3 separate regions of the Gossypium hirsutum genome follow, and all the other regions are linked to region 3. A link is a contact called in public Hi-C data. All regions are on one chromosome and are shown on one strand. The core of a region is the stretch at or near the end of the contact, and the rest is flanking DNA. Distances in the headings are between cores, read along the strand shown. Region 1 holds the start of LOC107901902 (organellar oligopeptidase A, chloroplastic/mitochondrial). Region 2 holds the start of LOC107943783 (probable mannitol dehydrogenase). Region 3 holds the start of LOC107901845 (L-type lectin-domain containing receptor kinase IX.1).

Region 1 (4,890 bases), core at 1,996-4,495, 340 kb before region 3:
GTGTAATGGGCAGTGAGAAAAAGTTGAGATGAACCAAAAAAATATTTACAGGAGCTAGACCATCAGCTGGCTCGATATCAATCCCGAAAAGGGTCTTAGCAAGTTTGAAGAGGCCATCCATAACTTTCGAAAGTGAGAAATATGGCCGGAGTTCTTCCTGTACAGTTTTTGCATCAGGAAAGGCATAAGTTTTCTTCACATAAAACTGAGGTCTTGAAGCTATGGTTTAATTAGCAAAATAAAAAGAGAGTGTCAACCTCATTAATGTTGTATTTTGACTCACGAAGTCTCTCACTCCAGAAGTTAATGTCCCAATGGCTCAAATTATCAGCTTCCAAGGCACCTTGACTCTTGGAGTAACTTTTTAGGTCTTCAATATCTGTAAGGACCAAAAGGGATCATAATTTACCCATGTTATTTCATTTGTTTGTGGTAGAAAAAAAATATAGGACAGGAACTGTTTAGGAAAAATATGAAAGGCAGACACAGTGAGCTTCGAAAGATTGAGCACATAAAATTGCATCAAAGAATTATGCCATAAACTTGCAATGAAATATCTAAGGTGAATTATGAAAGGCCATATCAGATAGCAAGTAATTACAAAATTAATTGCTACAAATGGAGTTTCACTCATGATAAGCTAGTGCATTAATGTGTTCTTAATAACAAAAATGGTGTTTGCAAGAAAAAGAATTGAGCTTTCAAGGATCAAGAACAAAAAACTATTATACAAAACAAGTCCTTATCACATATGCATATTCTGTGGAGAAAGTTCATTTTCTACCCTACACGAAACTATTTCTTGCATAATACCTTGGACAGCAGCATTCCAGGAAGCACTCCGAAGCTTTTCTAATAGTTCCTCAGCTTTATCAACAGTAGCCATTTTGGTTGCCATGCTTACCTGATCAAATAGAGTCAGCTTATGAAAAGGATGCATTCTTGTAGATACAAAGGATTCATACCTCAGCATAGTTATTGTAATTGAGAAGCCTAGCCTTTTCCATCCGAAGCTTCAATATCTGATTGATGATTGGTGTATTATCCAAATCACCAGTCGATGCTCGAGTTATATTAGCACGGTAGACTTCCTCACGCAAAGCACGGTTACGTGCATGTTGCATAACAGCAAACAAACATGGAGCATCCAATGTAATCATCCATGGCCCGTGCTCAGCGGTAGCATTTTCGTGCCCCTAGGTGAAAAGAAATAATATACATGGCAGGAAACAGAAACTTTAGACTTGACAATAGAAACCATAGAATGGGAAAATACACTGAATATTGGAAAAGCGTACCTTAGACACTGCTGTTTGTGCAGCTAACCCAAGAGATGTTGCAGGCAAACCCTCAATTTCTTTCTTATCTGTTATTAGCTTTTCAAATTTCTTTGTGGCATCCAAAACATTCTCGCTAAATTTGTGAGACAGCCTCTCCAGCTCCTGTGAATCAGCTCACAGTAACTAGATTAGAATAGCCAAAATGAATGAATATGACATGATTGATCATAAATATTTACATGATTATTTTCAGAGTCCCATCCTTGCTAAACTTTACAGGAGGAATTTGCTTACAAGATGGGAAAAAGAATGCTAAGAGACCAGGTACCAAGAACTTCAAAAGGAACTACTGTTAACTACTTGCTCCTTGTTTTACTTGGCACAGAAATTGGCTTCAAAAGATAACAATAGTAAGGTATTATGACACCTAGTAAATTTCTGTTTAACTTCAAAACTAAATATTAACAAACCTGTTCAATTTTGTTAAACTGTTCTCGTTTATCGTCTTCAAGTGAAACACCATTAAGAACAGCTTCCTTAATCTGGGCTGCACACGTTTACAGAAATAAAAAGATTTATTGGGTCTAACACTGATAGAAATTAAAAGGAACGGAGCAAAAACAAATAAATTACACTTTAGCAGTCAATTACACCAAAATGAAATAGGAACAACAATTCCCTAACTTATTTGACATATAGATATATAAATAAAGATTCTTACTTTCCACAATACGTTTGCGAGCTTCATTTAGTGATTTCCAATCAGGAGATTCTTGAATAGCCTTGAATGCATTGTAGATGGGTTTACTTTGTCCAACTCTTAGTTGGAACTTCACTTTTTCTGGCTGTAAAGAAAAACTAAGCATAATAAGGGCCAAAAAGTTGGTTTAAAAGAGACTACACAGTACCGCATATTTAACTAAGGTACAGAAACAATAGGATTGATTTGAACAAGACTTCCAATCAATTTGCTTGAAAAGAAATAAGAATACCACTATTCTGGAGTCTCTAGAAAACAAACTAAGCGCCTAGTATATCATGTGAGCCTATATCATGAGTTATGCCAAAAAAAATAAAATCATAAACATAAAAATCATGACTTCATCTAAGGGAAGAACGTGATAGATAATAGATGTCTAAAAGATTCATGCTAAATATTTTGAAGATTTCACCCCAAGATTCCTACACAATTTTCTTAATGAAATTCTTATACATATTGTACATTGAATAATTGAGCTATCTGTTAAAAAAGAACACAACAACAAGAATGTACCTGGACTTCTTCAATGGCAGCACGGAGCTCAGCTGTATCTTTAACAGCCTTAAGATGATTAACTATTCCCCACACAACAGTCAACCGATCAACAATCTTTTCCAATGGCTCCACCAACTTCGGCCACGAAGGCTCTACTGTCTTCTCCAATTCATCCAAATCACTCTCCTACTCAACAAACATAATTATATCAAAACCATATACAAAAATCCAAAAAACCCATATACCAAAACATGATCTCCACAAAGAAAAGATCAGAACAACCAAAATTTTGAATTTTCAAACAAGGCCAGTGAATGATCCAAAAAAATAAAAAATAAAAAAGATACCGAGCACTAAAAAAAAGAAACTCAAAAGTCAGAATCGGAAACAGTCCAAAAGATCAAAAGGGCATACGAGTTTCTTCAACAAGGCACGAATCCCAGGCCTAACATGCTTGGCTTCAACAAAATCAAAAGGAGGAAAGTCAAAATCTTGCAAGAGAGGATTAGACTCAATGTTGTCATCAACAGAAGCTGAAGAAGCCATTGAAGGAAGAGAGAGAAAAGAGCAAGCAGAAAACAAATAAGAGGCAGATAGAGAATGAGAAGAGTGATGAAAACTTGAGACGGGGACAGATGGAGAAAGAATATGAACAGCAAGGAGAAATGTGGAAACTAAAGCACAAACTCTGGGGTAAATGGGGAGAAGATGAAGAGAAAAGGTGATTCTTTTATTTATTAAAATGGCTAAAAGGCCAAGAGGTTAGACTGAAAGCCCAAACAAGGGGGCATGGCCCAATTTGATCTCTTAGGAAAATTGCATCCTAACCATTAGGGGCATTGGAAAAATTTTTAAAAAAAAATGAGAAAAAACTAAAAGATATTATTAGGATGGAATAAAGTAGGATTTAATGAAAATTCGATAATAGTAAAATAGAAATGTAATAGTTTTGTGTCTTAATTTATTAATTTAAGGAAAATGCAAATAATAGGTTTAAATGATGATCTTATTTTAAAATAAAAATTGGTATGTTATGCTTCATGCTTAGCATTAGGTTAATTGTTTTTAGATTATATTTCAAGTTTATGTAATCTTTGCCTTTTTAGAATTTAATCTTCATATTTTTATTTTTAAGAATTTAGTCTTTTTATTTTTTAAATTTAAAAATTCAGGTCCAATATTAACACCATTAAAATTATTATATTAAATTTTCTGGTGTGACATTCTAAAATAATAATAAAAAATATACTAATTCGATACTCAAGTCACAAAAATGGTGTTGCAATGGACTTGAATTTAACAAAAAAAAACTTTAACAATGTTAACAATTCTTTAAATTTACGTCGGCTTTTTAATTTAGAATAAAATGTTTAGACTAACTAATGGCATTATAAACATCGAAGTACCAAATTATGTATAAAATTAAAATATAAATATCAAACATTAAATTTGAACATTTTTGTATAATTAAAAAGTAGAGGACTACAATTGAAATTTAACCATTATTGTTAGTAATGAAAAAAAAGGACAGGTGTCAAAGGACTGAAATTGAGATTTGACCATTTTGTAACTAAAAAGTAGAGGGACCACCATTGAAAATTTATCATTATTGTTAATAATGTAAAAAAAAAGAGTAAGGGCGGGTGTCTTCCTTTTAGTATAGATAATATATTATTGAAAATTTTAAAAATTTTATATTCGTTAGTATATAAAATTACCATGATAAATTATTTTGAAACTTTTCATATAATTTAAAAAATAATACTAAAATAACATTGGAGATTTGAGCATTTAGGGAACCAATTGGTGCTCATTATTTCTTATTGTTTGTTAGTGTTTCTTATAGAAAAAGCGCAATGCTTTTATTTTTAAAGAAGAGAATAGTAGCTGCAAAGAGGTTTCAGTGAGGAGTTTGTCTTGAACAAGAAGCTTATCTCAACCGGGAGCTATTAATTCCACGTTGGCGTACCAATGGAGATGGATGGATTAAACTCAATTATTGGTTCAGGCATTTCAGCCATTGGTGGTGTTTTGCGTGATGCAAATGCTGGTTGGGTTGTTGATATGCTAAGATATTAGGCAAAAGGCAAAAGCAAGGGCGCTGTTGGACTGTTAATTGAAAGGTTATCGGAGGGTTGTAGCTGTGAGTGATAAGTATATGCAATCAACAAGCTGCCAGTAATGGAATAGCTAAGATCAAACTTATCCATGAGTTAACTACACATCTTGGACGATTAGTTTAGATTTCAGAATGTATATATTATGATTCCCTCTTTAACAATATTCAAATTAAACTCAAGTTAGGATATAACTGGTGAGCTTGGGAAATCAAAAGCATTAATGAAATTGCATATA
Region 2 (4,602 bases), core at 257-2,756, 370 kb after region 3:
CAACGTCAATAATGTTAATTTATTTTATGTTAAATTTTTTAGTATGATATTTTGTAATAAAAAAATATTCAATTAGTAATTATGTAAATAAAAAAGATATTGTAATTAACTTAAATTTAACAAAATAATTTTAACAATTAAATCTAAATTTAAAATTTTAAAAATTAAAAAAATTAAATTACTAAAAATAAAAATATAAAAACTAAATTTCAAATTTTTAACTATAATATACTTTAACATTGTTGTAGCTTCTATCCATTGATTTCTTCCGGTATGGCGGCCTTTTGTTAGATTATTGTTGTGGTTGGCATGCATACACATGTATAATATTAAAAACAATTTCAAATAGACACATATATTTTTCACCAAAAACATGAGTTTGTTGCATATAATCTAGAATCAATATCAAATATATTTTTTATACATATTGAAGATAAAATGGAGTCACAATTTGAATTTGTGTAAAATAATATCAAATATATTATTTTTATTATCTAAATTTTTGTACTTGTATACTCCCACCGGAACTCGTCGGATGGTAATACTTTCATCATGCATTATCGAAAACTCAAACCCAACTATTGTTTTTGTAAAATTTAAAAGAAGTTGTTTTAATAATAAGTTTCAAATTTTTTATAAAAATAACAGTTTTCATAAGTGATTAAAAAATTAATGGCAACTTGATGACTTTTAATTTTCTTTAATATTTAATTTTTTTAAAGATATATATATTTTCTTTAAAGGTGAATTCATTAATTCATTTAATAGATGAAATCATACAATTGAGAGAAAAAAATAACAAACACTCGCTGGCTTTAGTCTTAACATCAATAAAATATTATGACACGTTACAATTGATTTTGTCACAACCCAAGCACAACATATTTGGAGTAATTGCAAGTACTTAATACGATAAGGAAATCAATCCCGGATGGTCTAAAAGGGCGAGAAAAAATCAACAAAAAAATTGAGCAATCACTAAACTAGAGAAGACAACAAGAAAATCATCCCTAACATCACTTGTAAAACTAAGCTTACATGCATAAGCAAAACTAAAAAACGTGCTATAAAGCAGACAAAAACTTCTAAAATTGAAAACTTATTAAACAATGAAAAACAAACAAAGAACATATAAAACTTAAGACAACACAGGTCCACATTGATACGTGAAATCATTTATTATTCTAAAATACTCTCAAAATATAAACAAATTAAGAAATTGATGAAGAGTTACCCACTTTCCAAGAAAAACTATTGGTGGCCAGCGGAATTTTAGCTAATAACAGACACCATCATCTATCTATCACAACTTGTGAAACAACAAAAATATTTACAAAATAGATCAATAAACTGAAAAGAAAGAAGATATATGTAGAGAATAAGAAGAAAAAGAAAAATAGAATTGATGAGAGAAGAAAAAAGCGAACGATAGCCAATCCGAGGGTTGAAACTGTTGCTAAACAAAACAAAAGATAAGAAGCAACGAGTTGGAGTAAATTTTCTTTTTAAGTTGAAAGCAAATTGAAAACGGAAGGTAGAAAAAAAAAACCTACATGTTTCTTGGTAGCTTTTGTGACTTGTGAGCCGAGAAAGTTTTAAATTTTGAACTTACTTTTCAATTCATTGCCAACATTTTCCAGTTATATGGTCAGCCAACATGTAAGCATAGCCTCCCAAAACCCCGCTATAAAGACCTTCTCTTCCCCATACTACTAAACATTAGTTTATCATTTTTTAATACCATTTGTTTTGTTCTTTAAGACTCGAAGAGACTAAACAATTACACGTCCGACCATGTCAAGATTGCCAGAAGAAGAACACCCAAACAAGGCTTTTGGATGGGCGGCCAGAGACACTTCCGGTGTTCTCTCTCCATTCAAATTTTCAAGAAGGTTTTTCCTTTTCTTTCTTTTTTATTTGATCATGTTTGATCTTCTTCCAAGTCTATTTGTGTCGTTGTTGATTGATAAATATCATGTGGATTTGCAGGGCAGCAGGAGAGAAAGATGTTTCTTTCAAGGTGCTTTATTGTGGGATATGTCATACCGATCTTCATAATGCCAAGAACGAATGGGGCAAGACCTTATACCCTCTTGTCCCTGGGTATAATATTATCTCCATCAATTCATCTCTTTGTTTATGGCAAACAAATATAGAGATTTAAAACAAACATATTGGATGCAGGCATGAGATTGTAGGGGAAGTGACAGAGGTGGGAAGTAAGGTACAAAAGTTCAAAGTTGGAGACAAAGTTGGAGTAGGGTGCATGGTTGGCTCCTGCCATTCATGCGATAGCTGCACCAACAATCTTGAGAATTATTGCCCCAAATTGATAGCTACCTATGGAGGGAAGTACTATGACGGAACTGTTACATATGGGGGTTTTTCTGACACTATGGTGGTGGATGAGCACTTTATCATCCGCATTCCTCACAACCTGCCTCTTGATGCCGCCGCCCCCCTTCTTTGCGCCGGAATCACAGTGTATAGTCCATTGAGATTTTATGGACTCGATAAGCCTGATTTGCATATTGGAGTTGTTGGATTGGGAGGACTAGGCCATTTGGCTGTTAAATTTGCCAAGGCTATGGGGGCCAAAGTTACAGTCATTAGCACTTCTATAAACAAGAAGAAAGCAGCTTTGGAAAATCTCGGTGCTGATTCATTTTTTGTCAGCCGAGACCAAGATCAGCTTCAGGTTTAGTTTCGACAACCTTTTCTTTTTTCTTTTAATATTTTGTCAACAATGAAATTTTCTAAATTCAACACACATTTATATATATATGTTTATTGTGTTTAGGCTGCTAATGGTACATTGGATGGCATCATCGATACAGTATCTGCTCAACATCCCTTGCTGCCTTTGCTTGGGTTGTTGAAGACTCACGGGAAGCTTGTTCTTGTCGGTGCTCCAGAGAAACCACTTGAGCTACCAGCCTTTCCATTGCTCCAAGGTAAGAGTTTATGGTGAATATATGCTCTCCAAGAATGAATGAGGCTCGACTTCACTGCATGTATATTCAAATAATACTGAAGTTATTTTTACATAAAAACTGGCAGGGAGGAAGATAATAGGAGGAAGTTTGATTGGAGGGATAAGGGAGACTCAAGAGATGATTGATTACGCAGCAAAACAAAGCATAAAACCAGACATTGAAATTATACCTATCGATTATGTGAACACTGCCATGGAACGCCTTCTCAAAGCGGATGTCAAATATCGATTTGTCATTGATATTGGTAACATGTTGAAGCCCACCTCTTAAAGCTCTGCTTCCTATATGTTATTACACAACAAAATGGCAACGCCAGTCCAATATTCTTACTTTCTTGTAATACTTTTGGTTTTTATATGTTCTTCACGTGGCCTTCATAAATGGATCATAATGTTATCCAATGCGATTAACTAAAATGAACGTAAACTCTAATAAACCGATTTTGGTGTGATTCAATTATGACTATTACTTTTATCGTCTATATTTGGATAGTTGAACATTTATTTGTATATTAAAATAAAAGTCCAGACATGAAGCATTCTGCACTCATTATTCATGGATTGTTTTAAGCATAGCATACCAAAGTCTGTTTAAGCAAACGATATTCAATCACGAAACTACTGCGACATCCGAGCATTTTAAAACAACGGATTAGTGATTTTCAACTTGAAGGCTTGGTGGCAGCCAAGGTGTTTCCAATGTCAATTACAAATCTGTATCTGACATCAGCCTTTTCAAGTCTCTCCATCGCTTTATTTACATAATCCATGGATATAACTTCAATATCTACTTTTATGTTGTGTTTCGTTGCGAAATCAATTATTTCGTATGTCTCCTTCATTCCTCCGATACCACTTCCAGACATCGTCTTCCTTCCTGTTTTTTATCACAAATATATAAATTACTTAGCTTTATACTCGAATTCAAACTCCAAGACTATTGTTTATTAAATGCTTTTTTCTGCTTACCTATAATCAACGAAAAGACAGGTAACTCGAGTGGCTCGTAGGGTGCACCAACCATAATAAGTTTCCCATTGGATTTTAGAAGACCAAGCAGTGGCATAATTGGATGAGTAGCAGAGACTGTCTATAATTCCATCAAAAGTACCCATGGCAGCCTGCTCCAACCGGAAAAGTAAAATCATTTCCAAAATTTCTTTTAGTAAAAGGAGTAAGTGCACACAGTTACCTGTAGTTCGTCCTGATCACGGCTTACCAAAAAAGAGTCAGCACCGAGATGTTCCAAGGCTCCAGTCTTCTTACTAGGAGAAGTGCTAAGTAACAGCAACATGACCAAGGCCAACAATGCCAATATGCTTTCCAGGTTCACCTAATCCGAAGTATTTCAAAGGACTGTAAACAGTGATTCCAGCACAAAGCAAACGTGCTGCAGAGTCAAGGGGCATGCCGTCAGGGATAGAACAACGAAGCGTTCATTGGCGACTATTGAATCTGAATAGCCTCCATAAGTTATGGTTCCATCTTAGTAAATACCATTGTAGGTTACCATGAGTTTAGCCTTAGGGCTGTAATTTTGAAGGTCGTTTGCCCAACTGTTGCAGCTGTGCAAGCTCCAACCATGCATCCCACACCTACTTTATCTC
Region 3 (4,482 bases), core at 1,864-4,363:
AAAGTCATTTTTAATTATTATATTAAACTTGGCAAATGTACTTATGAGCATGTTTCATTATTGTAGATTTATTATGGCAAACTACACAAACTCTTTATCATTGCAATCTATCCTTCAGAAGGACAAGTTGAATGGCTTGAACTTCATTGACTAGTTTCGTGACTTAAGGATTTTCTTCAATGAAAAATAATATATATAATAAATATAAGATTCAACCTTCTTAAGAAAGAGAAGGAATTGATATTAGACTAAAGTAATCATCACTTACTCTTTATTAGGCTAAATTGGAAAGATTAGATTCAACGGAAAACTTGAGAAGATGGAGGGAAAATGACTATAGAAATAAAAATAAAGAAAAGATTAGTATAATATTATGTATCAAATTGTAAAAGATAGAAGAAATGGTGATAGAGGTTTAGTTATAACCAAAGAAAAGAAGAGAGGATGAGGAAGGAAAAAATAGATGGCAACGTGGCAGAGGCGAAAGTTCAGCGGTAGAGTAAAGAAAGAGAAAGGGAAAGGCGACGGTGCAAGGTTGGTTGAGGTGGTGCAAACGGTGGCAAATGGTGGTTGAAGTGGCGACAAGAACAAAATGTGGTGGCACAAGAGGTGGATGACAGAAAAATAGAGAGATAAGAGAAAAGATGAAGAAGAAAAAAAAATGAATTATTGTTTTCCTTAGCTACTAGGGACGAGTAGCAATAGTCAAAGGGGAGTAGAAATGGAATGTAAGGGAATCTAGGAAAAGAAAAGGAAAGATGGGGAACAAAGGGAGTGAAAAGGGGAGTAAACATGGAAGAAATGCAGAAAAAATGGAAGGAAAGAATCTTATGCATAAGGCAACTATTTTAGCCGATAAGGGGGTTAACCAATGAGGTGTGCCAAAATTTAAAAAAAATGTAGAAGAAAGGACTCCAACTTGGGTCGCTAGGATAGCTATGCTTGTTTTTAACCAATAAGCTAGATACTCAATCTTGTTTAAAAGCTAATGATAACTAAATAAAAATGGGGTGTGACACAATTACTATCAAATAGTAATTAAGTCATTTATCACAAAGACAAATGATCCGTGGTCATGTTTACTTTTCATCTATCATGTAATGCTGATGAGAGGATATATCATTTACCCTTTAGTTGGGCTATGAATTCCACTATTATGAATGATGTTACATACAACATAAGTTATATACCCAACGCACCAACTTTCGATTCCTTATCTATTTGAACTCAGACTTCTTACTTACATTAAAGTATACGAGTCACGCATATATAGTCCATCATCCATTCAGGATTAAGGTATGCCACACTATGAACGTCACAAGTGAATTAATCCATAAATGGATCTAGAATCTATTCTACTTGGATCTTATCCGATGTACTGTTAGTCCAGATAGTCACATTTATGTCTCTATCTTCTGGGAGTCATCCGTTTCGATGTTCAAGACAAAGCATCTCCCCAATTGGACTTGATAGACGACATATTAGTTTTTCAATTGGTTTGCTCATTTTCAATTAGACTAAGGACATGTTTATGTTCATCTACTAATACAAGTTGTCTTTTCGTATTACGATATGACCACATAATACCGCTTAGTATTTGAACATGGGATGACCAATGAGCCAATATTTGCTTTCATTTTACTTAGTGTGCAAAAACATTGATGACAATATATAAAGGGTATTAATGTAATTAATGAATATTTTATTAAACCAATTTTTTTGAAAAATAAAAGTGTACATAAGACGAAAATACTATATTTAAGACACTAGATCTAACAATCTCCCCATAGGTGGGTCAAGAATAAGTTGGTCAAGTGGTCTACCACTATAGATCTAGGTAGAGCGGTAATTAGGCACACTGTCAATTACTTTATATGGGACATGATAGTTTGTGTTAGAAGTGACAATTAATGAGTGAGGTCCACCTGAGTATAGAGTTGAGGAATGACTACAAGGGGTTTACTTAAAAGGTTGTCCTTGAAGAGTTGTCCAAAAAGTGTCTCCGAGAGGTGGAGGTATAACAACCCATATCATGGGTGTGTCATATATCTTGTTATATTAATATTATTATATTTTTAAATAAAAAATGTTTAATTAAAATTTTAAACCAAGAAATGCAAGGAAATAATTTTAGTTTCTAAATGAAGATATTGCTTCTGGCATACATGGTTTTAGACTTTAGAGGCACTTTGTTTCTTATTTTCAAATTCATGTGTTAAAAGATTCAACGATTCGCTAGTAAATCGCACAATTAATTTACATGATTATAGTCTTGAAAGAAAACGGTTCCAAAAGACTTAATCGTGTACCAAAAATTCAAGTGTAGATCTGTCAGCCAGTTTGATTAGGGTGATAATGATTTTTACTAGATCCAGTTGGATTTGAATTCGATTTAAATAATTTAAAAATATTTTTTAAATTTAAATTTAATTAAAGAAATATAAAATATAAAATTATTATTTTTTAATAATAAAATAAATTTTTTGAACGAATTCAACTTGAGTTTGATTTTTTTCTTTGAAATTAGAGTTAATTTTTATTTTTAATATTTTTTATTAAAATATTTGTCTTTCGGGTTTTATAAATGAAAAGTAAATAATTTTAAAATTTATCATAATTTCTTAACAAATATTTTTATTTATTTTTAATAGATATTTTCCCCTTGGTTTGGCTATAACAAAATAAAATAAAGTTAATCTATTAAATTAAACTGAAAAATAAAATGCTAACTTTTAAAGTGACAAAAGATTTCTATCAGAGAAAAAGTATCATGAATGTTCAGTATTAAAAGTTAGATTATATTTTACCTTTTTTTATTAAAAAATAAATATATTAGTAATATATATTAGATTAAAGTATAAACTGATAATTCAATTAAAAATTTATTTATTTTTATTGTTCGAACGTGGTTTATGTATGGTAGCATAAGCTATCCATCAGTCAATGTTGGCGTCGATTCTGGGCATAGCATAGCCGGTACGTCTCGAACATCATGACTTTGTTAATTCCGCATTGCCCACCGGAGTCCATACGACGACTTTGACTTAAGTCTTTTTATGCTCATTTTCAATTCTTTTATGGTTCCATGCCAAGTAAAAAATTGAAGCTTATAGCTATACTTGTATGTGCCCTTGACATACAAGTTCCAGTAAGATATCCATCTATTTGGCATCTCTCACACTGCTATGGCCAACCATTCGTGTTGCTTATGGAGTTTTCTTCCCTTCGTTTCCTTCCTGTTCCTTTTTCCTTGTGTTAACTCAGTTCACTTTAAGATACCTCGTTTTAACCCTGAGGCAACCAGCATTCTCTACGAAGGGGATGCGAGACCTTTTGTTGGTTATGTTGAATTTAACGACATATCTTATCTGTGTCGGGTTGGTCGAGTTTCGTATTCTCGAGATGTTCCAATCTGGGATTCTCGTACTAACCAGGTTGCCGATTTTACCACTCGTTTCTCCTTCAACATAGACACCCATGGCAAAACTCTGTCAGACTATGCAGCTGGGCTTGCTTTCTTTCTTGCTCCTGTTGGGTTTGAAATCCCACCCAATTCTGCAGGTGGGTTCCTTGGCTTATTTAACACCACAACAAGCGATTCATCTCGGAACCAGATTGTTCTGGTCGAGTTCGACACTTACTCCAACTCTGAATGGGATCCTCCGGTTCAGCATATTGGGATCAACACCAATTCAATTGCTTCAGCTAAGTACACTACTTGGAATTTCAGTTTGTACGATGGAAAAACTGCCGATGCATGGATTTCTTACAATGCCACTGCTCAGATTTTGAGCGTGACATTGAACTACAAGAACACAAGTATTTCTAAAAGGGATTTCACTCTTTCCCATCATGTTGATCTCAAGGAAATCTTACCAGAGAGGGTCAAGGTTGGAATTTCAGCTGCTACGAGTCATAAGTCAGAGCGGCATCGACTTCTATCATGGGAATTCAGCTCAAGTTTAGAAATAAAGACAACTGATGAGGGAAAGAAGAGAAAGAGGAACAAAATGATAGTAGTACTTGTAGTTCTGCTGAGCATTTTAATGATTGTTGTCACCATATCATTCGTGTTTTTTCGGAGATGGAAGAAGATGAAAGAAGAAAGAGAAGAGAGAGTAAACTTAACTTCCATCAATGACGACCTAGAAAGAGGAGCAGGGCCAAGAAGGTTTTCTTACAACGATCTTGTTGTAGCTACCAACAACTTCTCAAACCAGAGAAAGTTGGGTGAAGGAGGATTTGGAGCTGTCTTCAAAGGGTATTTCAATGATTCAGATACCACGGTTGCTGTCAAGAAAATTGCAAGGGGCTCAAGACAAGGGAGAAAGGAATACATTACTGAAATCAAGATCATTAGTCGGTTGAGACATCGAAATCTAGTGCAACTCTTAGGTTGGTGCCATGATGGAGGTGAATTTCTTCTAGTCTATGACTTCATGCCAAATGGTAGCCTGGACAGCCACCTGTTCGGCAAGAAGA

Evidence for each region. Hi-C and Micro-C count contacts between places; a contact is called where the count stands out from the background.
Region 1: a Hi-C map of leaf shows a contact between it and region 3, with 1.8 times the contacts expected there. The contact joins the promoter of LOC107901902 here to the promoter of LOC107901845 in region 3. A contact is called at or near these places in 8 of 34 Hi-C or Micro-C datasets (callus, hypocotyl, leaf and 1 more).
Region 2: a Hi-C map of leaf shows a contact between it and region 3, with 2.4 times the contacts expected there. The contact joins the promoter of LOC107943783 here to the promoter of LOC107901845 in region 3. A contact is called at or near these places in 3 of 34 Hi-C or Micro-C datasets (all in leaf).

The regions. Positions count from the first base shown.
Region 1 is chrA11:57,096,693-57,101,582 of Gossypium_hirsutum_v2.1, reverse strand. It overlaps LOC107901902 (organellar oligopeptidase A, chloroplastic/mitochondrial), which reads right to left and starts at 3,245. Exons shown (of 17, transcript XM_016828077.2): 1 at 2,950-3,245; 2 at 2,554-2,721; 3 at 2,002-2,125; 4 at 1,751-1,827; 5 at 1,299-1,442; 6 at 966-1,196; 7 at 814-904; 8 at 258-379; 9 at 50-157. The coding sequence starts at 3,081.
Region 2 is chrA11:56,378,045-56,382,646 of Gossypium_hirsutum_v2.1, reverse strand. LOC107943783 (probable mannitol dehydrogenase) reads left to right here and starts at 1,506. Exons shown (of 6, transcript XM_041081990.1): 1 at 1,506-1,659; 2 at 1,762-1,892; 3 at 1,990-2,103; 4 at 2,185-2,698; 5 at 2,801-2,954; 6 at 3,061-3,452. The coding sequence starts at 1,795. The coding sequence ends at 3,266. It also overlaps the pseudogene LOC107943784.
Region 3 is chrA11:56,752,894-56,757,375 of Gossypium_hirsutum_v2.1, reverse strand. It overlaps LOC107901845 (L-type lectin-domain containing receptor kinase IX.1), which reads left to right and starts at 3,113. Exons shown (of 1, transcript XM_016828009.2): 1 at 3,113-4,482. The coding sequence starts at 3,186.